Regions from separate parts of the Hordeum vulgare genome. Here region 1 is linked to region 2. The links are chromatin contacts, called in public Hi-C maps. All regions are on one chromosome and are shown on one strand. The core of a region is the stretch at or near the end of the contact, and the rest is flanking DNA. Distances in the headings are between cores, read along the strand shown. Region 1 holds the start of LOC123401059 (ADP-ribosylation factor GTPase-activating protein AGD12-like). Region 2 holds the start of LOC123401030 (transmembrane 9 superfamily member 12-like).

What was found. A called contact is a pair of places that touch in the nucleus more often than the background predicts.
Region 1: a contact with region 2 is called in a Hi-C map of leaf, with 4 times the contacts expected there. The contact joins the promoter of LOC123401059 here to the promoter of LOC123401030 in region 2. A contact is called at or near these places in 2 of 6 Hi-C or Micro-C datasets (leaf and seedling).

What each region holds. Positions count from the first base shown.
Region 1 is chr6H:483,303,480-483,306,930 of MorexV3_pseudomolecules_assembly, reverse strand. LOC123401059 (ADP-ribosylation factor GTPase-activating protein AGD12-like) reads left to right here and starts at 1,957. Exons shown (of 9, transcript XM_045094772.1): 1 at 1,957-2,247. The coding sequence starts at 1,989.
Region 2 is chr6H:483,098,149-483,101,935 of MorexV3_pseudomolecules_assembly, reverse strand. It overlaps LOC123401030 (transmembrane 9 superfamily member 12-like), which reads right to left and starts at 1,626. Exons shown (of 2, transcript XM_045094745.1): 1 at 1,514-1,626; 2 at 1-222. The coding sequence starts at 189.

The DNA of each region.
Region 1 (3,451 bases), core at 708-3,207, 200 kb before region 2:
AATAAAATAGGAAACCAATATTTGGAGCCATTTGGAATAAATGCAAAACAGTAATTAATTTACTGTTTTGGGTTTATTTGCACCTGTAAAATCAAGGAACAAAACAACAAATACACACATCATCATAACCACAATAAACTCTAATCACAAGACATTTTAGAACAACTTTTGGGAAGATAGAATTTTGATCATGAGATAAAAGGAGGAAAAGGGTTTGAAATAGCAAGGAGCTTTGAAATCCCAAACCACCACTTCTACACTCCACACTCCAACATCACATATGCATCAACACCAGAAATTACAATACCACAACATCACACCTAGCAAGATCACATGCAATCATAACAGGACTTAGAATCATAATGTATGGCAAGGATGGTATGGCATGGATGCATGCATGCAAAAGAAGAATAGAAGGTGACACATGAATTCATACATGCATAGAAACTCTCATGACAAAGTCAAGGTGGTCCCACATGGAAGGTTACAAAAAGGGAAAGTCCTACACTTGGGGCATTACACTTCCTCAAGATGGACAACCTTTCTTGATTGCATTGGCTCAATGAAGACTAGTTGATTGCTCCCTCGTATCTCCACTATGGGTGAGCCACTCTTCGACACATCCTCACAAATCCATTGTCACCATAATTGACAACAAGCTTCAAGCATGATCTCTTCGTGGTGCTCCACTTGAACTTGGACGCCACAATCTTGATGACGATCACCACTTGATGTCATCCTCCATGGGGTGTATGAGATCTTCCTCTTGAGCAAGCCCATGGAAAAATACATGACCAATCTTTGTATAAAACCTTGACCGCCCCGTCCTAGTCCATCCCATGTCCATGACCCGACATTTCTCGAAGTCGATCTTCATTCCCGACATAACTTCAAAGCACATCAGAAGACGCATCAGGCTTGGACATGAGCATGGTATCGTCAATGTACCTAAGATGCGACACTATGTCGCAATGATGACCCGCTTGCAGAGCCTTGACAAACAAAGTAGATAAGGCACCCACAACAATGTCAAACATCAAAGGGGGTATATATGATCCCCAAGCCTAAGGCCGCATTTATTCCTAAACAAAGGGAACACTTCCTGGTTGATGCATATAATAGTCTGTCCTCCCTAGACCATCTGCATAATGCGGTGAGTAAAACCCACCTGGAAAACTTTGCGAAGCATAGCCTCTCTCAAAATCCGGCTTTACCAAGATGGCATTTTTGTTAGATCTCTTAACTTCGTTGATGATTTCATGGAGAGATAAAATACCCACAAGGATATGATGAACGACGTTTGACACTTGTCAACGATTTTGCTAGCAATGGGGCCAAGTCTAAGAACATATGCCCTTAGACTTGAACCTTAATGACTACAATGGGTTATACCGAGTAATGCGGTGAGTCTCAAAAAGTTTTGGAATAAAGAAATTCTGACACGCAATATCTACTATCCCCAACGTTATCCTAATAATGCTATTCATGATAAGAGGTTTTTAAAAGACCAACATCGCTTAAAGAAAAAAAAAACACCCGGTATGAGGGCGGTAGGAAACCATCCCATCCTCGTTGAAAGCCATCATAAGGGATGGAAAAAATCAGACAGTCTGTTGAAAGGCCTCACAAGGGATGAAAAAATTAGCCGGTCTATTCATGATCGTTCGATTATATCGAACCCGATTTAAAATTTTCTTTTGGACCTTTTGATTTATCGGAAGACCTAGTATGTGACCGCTCCCGCGTTTCCTTGGCAATTGAACTGATAATTACGTGTTCAAATTCCTGGTACACCAATTGTTTTGTGCATGTTTTGTTTCTGAATAACTTCTAACAACATGATAATGTGAGAACCTGATTTTTAAATACCCACCAATTTTTCACTCCATGTCTTTTTCAAAGGTGAGAAAAATATTAGCACCGGAGCGTTTCGACCAGGGCACCTGGCAAAAAGAAGCTCAGGTGCGTAACAGCAGGCGCCCGTGGGAATGGCAATGGCCCATGGCCGCCCTGGCCGTCCACGAATGACAAAACTTGCAGAAATATACCACTGGGAGAGTAATAATAGCACGGGATCCCCACATCACCCCCAACCCACCTGGTTCCCCCCACGTCGCCGTGCTTCGTTTGCGCGACCACAGCCCGCGAGCCAGCGCGACGAAGCCGGGGGGCGATCCCTCCACCGCCGCCGGCGACACCGCCCTCCCCGAAGCCGCCGGCGGTACCCGCCCACGCCGCCCTCCGCCGGTTGGTTTTTTCCTTCATTTCTGGTCGATGATTGGTGCCGCTTGCTTTGGTTTGTTCTGGAATCCCCAGATGCGATTAGCCTCTCGATGACCCGCGACGCGGAAGAATGTGGCGCGGCCGACGCGGTTCGATTTGGTAGGCTCATTTGATGCCATGGCAATCGTTCGATTGCTCGATCCGATTTGGTAGGCTTATTTGGTGGCATGGCTCGTTTGATTTGGGCCCCCGTTCGGTGGCGTGGACGCTTGATTGCGTTTGATTTATGTTTCCTCTGCTGATCCGTTGGCCATTTCGCCTCGTTACGGGTTGGAATGCAACCATGAATTTGGTGCCCCGTTTGATGTGGAGTTCGAGCCGATAGATTACCAAGATCTCAGCTCTAAACTTATCTGGAATCCCCCATTTATCTCGTTGCGCGAAATTCCACCCTGCCCATTTTCGGTTCCGTGATCACAAGGGAGATCTATACGCGTGCACATCACTACGCTTGCAAACCGCACGCACACCACAAATCCACTTATCTCACGAAGATCTGAACCATGGTTGGAGTTTCCCACCGACAACTTCAGCGCCTCGTTGAAATGGTGTCTCTCCGTCCTGTGCATTCTACAAGTTATCAGTATTTCATCTTACCTAATCTAAAACTGACGTGTATGTTTTGAGCCTGAGATCACATGTCTTTCGGTGTGCTGGCCGGTCAGTTCATTGGGGTAGCCTGGCCGAGCCAAGCCAAACCAAGTCATAAGTCTGTATGGTGGAAGATCGAGGCTGCATTTGGCATTTCGATGGATTATGATAATCCAGCTTATCCAACAAGTTTTTATCGTGGAAGATTGAGGCTGCGTTTGGCATTTCGATGGATTATGATAATCCAGCTTATCCAACCAACTTTTGTCTATTTTATTGTTTCTGTAACCTACATATCTCTAGTTTCGTAGATGCTGTCCACAGCAGATTATAAAATAAGCTCAGGTCCACTACAGTCCAGTAACCACAATCTGAGCCTGAGTTGGCTTATTACGTTCTACTGGTCTTTTCATGCACCTGTAGAATGTTTCCTGCCAGGGTGAAAACACTATGGAATCTTTCTGGTTCAGCTCCATTCTGGGCAAAAAGGGAATCAGTGAGTTATTTTCATAAACAGAAACTGAGACGGCTTGAACATATGTGTGTGGTATTTTGTTGTTATGATGCAAAAGGTAGA
Region 2 (3,787 bases), core at 377-2,876:
ATATGGGAGGCTGTAGTAGCTGAAAGGCAGTTCTGTCTCGATGGACGTGAGCGAGTTCACCTTTGCTCCTATCTCCTCGCCTTGCCGGTACGTGTGCATGTAACTACCTGGCAAGTAGAACGCCTCACAAGCAGGAGACATCACAAGAAACACCACTAACAAAGCAGAGAATATCCAGCCCTTAGCCATGATTGCCAGTTCCCAGGAACCTCTGCCTAACACCTGAAACCAAACGGAAGAAGATCAACAGTCAGTTCCTCTAACTATAGGTGATACGCCAAGCAAATACATCAGCACCAAATAAACATAAGACTGCCGAAAATGGCTATTGCCCCGCTTTACAGATAAAGCAAACGACCACGCACAACCAAGTTCATGCAAGCACGGAAGTTCAACAGCAAACAAAGAGGTTCAAACAGGAAAAACAAAAAAAGCAAAGGCCGTGCTGGGACAACAGCACAAAACAAGCCCAGGCGACAAAGCTTAGCCTCACGGAGGATCGAAGACTAAAATAAGACTGGCAGCAAGGTCCTTGTAACTCCTTGTAAAGGTGTCGACTGCAGGCCAATCACTGCCCTTGCTGAGGGGCTTCCATTGCTCAGAAATTCATAAGACTACAATATGGCTAGTTGATAACTCGATATTTCTCCGTAAGCAGCATAACATACACTTATTGCAGAATGAAAGAAGGCCTGGCCAAAGGTGCTAAATGTAAACCAATTCATAGTCGTTCTTTAACCATCCATGTTAACAGTGCACAGGACATGACATCACGAAACAATAAGCATAGTCGTTCTTTAACCATCCATGTTAACAGTGTACAGGACATGACATCACGAAACAATAAGCAAACAGATAATAAACATGTATGGGGAAATTTCTGCCAACAACAACAACAAGAAAAACAAAGCTGTTGTTGTTGGCAAAAATTTCCCCATATATGTTTATTATCTGTTTTCCCAGAGAGAATAAAATAGAATGCTCATGCGGCCATGCACAGAATAAAATAAAATGCTCAAGCGCCCATGCACCGGATGCTCGCCAAGACAACTTCCAGGAACTAGGGAAAAAGCGGCATCCATCAGTAGTAACAGCGCATCTTGCATTGCGCCAACCAGGCATCCCAAACGCAAAGACTAAATCCAACGTGCCGCGAATTAGAAGCAGTCAGCGGATGACCTGCTGGTACGACCAGGTAAGCGCCACCTAAATCAGCAAACGAGTTCTAAGAAACTAAATCAGCGACAAATCTTAAACAGTAGCACTGTGGTTGCTTCCAGTATCGCTCAAACATTTGCTCGGCTCGACCCTAGAATCGAAAACCACTCCCGAATCGTGGTACGGGAGCGCCGCAGGCGAACAGATCTGCGCCGCCGCCAAGCGAGCGGGTAAACAGGAACGGCGTAGGCACGAACCCGCGAGCTAAGGCCGCCCCCAGATCTAGACGAAGCAGGCGCCGGCGCGCAGACTGAAACGGGAAGGGGAAATGAGGGAGGGATCGATCGATCCGAACCTTGGCACCGGAGACGGAGGCGACGGTGGGAGGATATGCTCGTCGGCGTGAGCGGCACAATTTGCAGCAGCGAACCAACTGCTCAGTCCAGAGTCCAGACCTCCCCTTCCGGAAGAAGGAGGTAAGCGATTTTACTGTCACCGGATGGGCTAATTTGGGCTTACGTTGCAAGGCTGCATTTAGGTTGGGCTCGGCTTGCCAAGGCTGTTAGTGGACTTGATTCTAAAAAAATAAAATGTCTTAGTCCTTTTTCTCAACAACAAAAAAATGCGTTAGTGGAATATTACTTTTAGGGGATCAACTAAACTCATAGACTGAGGTTTAGGTTTCAGTAACTCCCGCGATCCATTATCTATAAACTAATTTCATAATGTCTTTTCGAGTGTGAATCAACCTATGGTTGAATGGTTAGAAGAACACTCGTATCCCCAGCCGAGCAGGGTACAACTCCCGGTGCTCGTATTATTTTTGAAGTTATTTCGGGATTTTCAGGGATGCACATTCAGTGAAAGGAGACGTCCCCATCGATGACGAGGCGACTATGATGACTTCGTAAATCTCAAGATGATATGTCGACTCAGCCTCTCGGAGGTGCTCATAGAGGTATGGTGTGTGTGTGTGTATTTATAGAGGTGAGTGTATGCAAGTTTATATGAGCGCTTGTGTTTGTATTGTGTTCAAAAAATATCTTCTCTAAGTCCAAACATGATAAAGTGTCATGTAGTGGAAGTTCACACGACACCACGAGAGGAAAAACAACATATCATATCATAAAAACATTGAACGGAAACCAACTTCACGTAATTACTAATAACAAGACTTCTCATATTTTCTTAGAAACAAATAGAACTACTCACAAATCATAATTGTGTTCATGATCAGAGGATATAAATATGTGTTTAACAATATGAACACTACTAGCACAGGAAAAGCGCGGCGTGCGTGTGCCCGTGATAATGCCCATTTAAATTTTGGATGTTGTTTGTGTTAAATGTACAAAATAGAAAGCGAAAGAGATAAGCCGAGTGACAATGTTGTCGGGTTGATTGGTTAGCCTCGAGATTGAAAGAAAGATCAATAATTTTATCAAGTGGGTGGGAATAATATCATATTAGCCTGCTAGATACCAAGTGAATCACTTTTATCGCTTATCCAAGATATATCATCTCCCGTTAAAGTGGCACTATCTTACAATCCCATCCATTTTTATCTTTGAAGGGCAAGCTACATGAATCTGAGAACAAAGTGAATATTGGTCAGATTATCTTGTGGCAGTTGGCACACATCCTAAAAGTAGCCTCCTGAACTTCAAATTGTAGGTGTGCATATCGTAGCAGAACTTTGATCTCTCGTCGTACACAGCCGCTTCACAGATACAAAATTGAAAAATATAATTACGTAAGTTGAAATAAATCAAGCAAATCACCAAAAAAATGGAAAACTCACCACTACAGCTTTTGTAAAAGCCTTCTACTAAGCCTCTCCATTCCGGAATACAATAAATAAAGTTGATGCATATAACAACATGGCTGAACGATCATCCATGGATAGTTGGATACGAAACCAGTTAACATATAGAAATGAAAGGGCAGGGACGCTAGGTCCTACCGTGGCTCGTCGGTGAGACACAGTAGCGTCGATGAGATTAGGGATCTCGCCAGTGGTTCCAATACAGTCGAGTTGTAAGGTGGACATCGGCGTACCTACAAGAAAGTGTGTTAAATCGGTGAGGTGGATGCCTGCATTGCTGCAGGGGAGCGACGAGAGCCGACAAAAGTAAAACAAGTTTTTTTTAAAATTCTAATTTGACAACTTGCCAACAACATATATCAGCCTAATAATAATCAAATTTTAGGGTTTCCACTAAATGCCCTACAACCTGTTTTCCAGTTTGAAAGTCCTATATAATCCTGGAACCGATGATATAAGGTACAAAATGATCCGAACAACGCTCTGAATGTCTTCCCTTTCTTACTGGAAGGTTGGGGACCGGAGCCTGTGGCAGCACATCTCAACTCCTGCACAGATGCACCCTCTGAAATTTGGTCCGAAATTCTTACTCGGTGTTTCTAACTTTCTACTGATTGGAAGTATAAAATAATAAAGGTCTGAAAATGTAGATAACATGAATACTTAGTTGGTGTTCCTTATGGTGAAACTGATACATAATGGATGAAATTTGGGCGTGAACTCTTTAACGGATGACTTTATTTTACTGCTACTTTGAGAACTCAGGGCCTAAACTCTTTAATTACATATAATACATACTGTCGT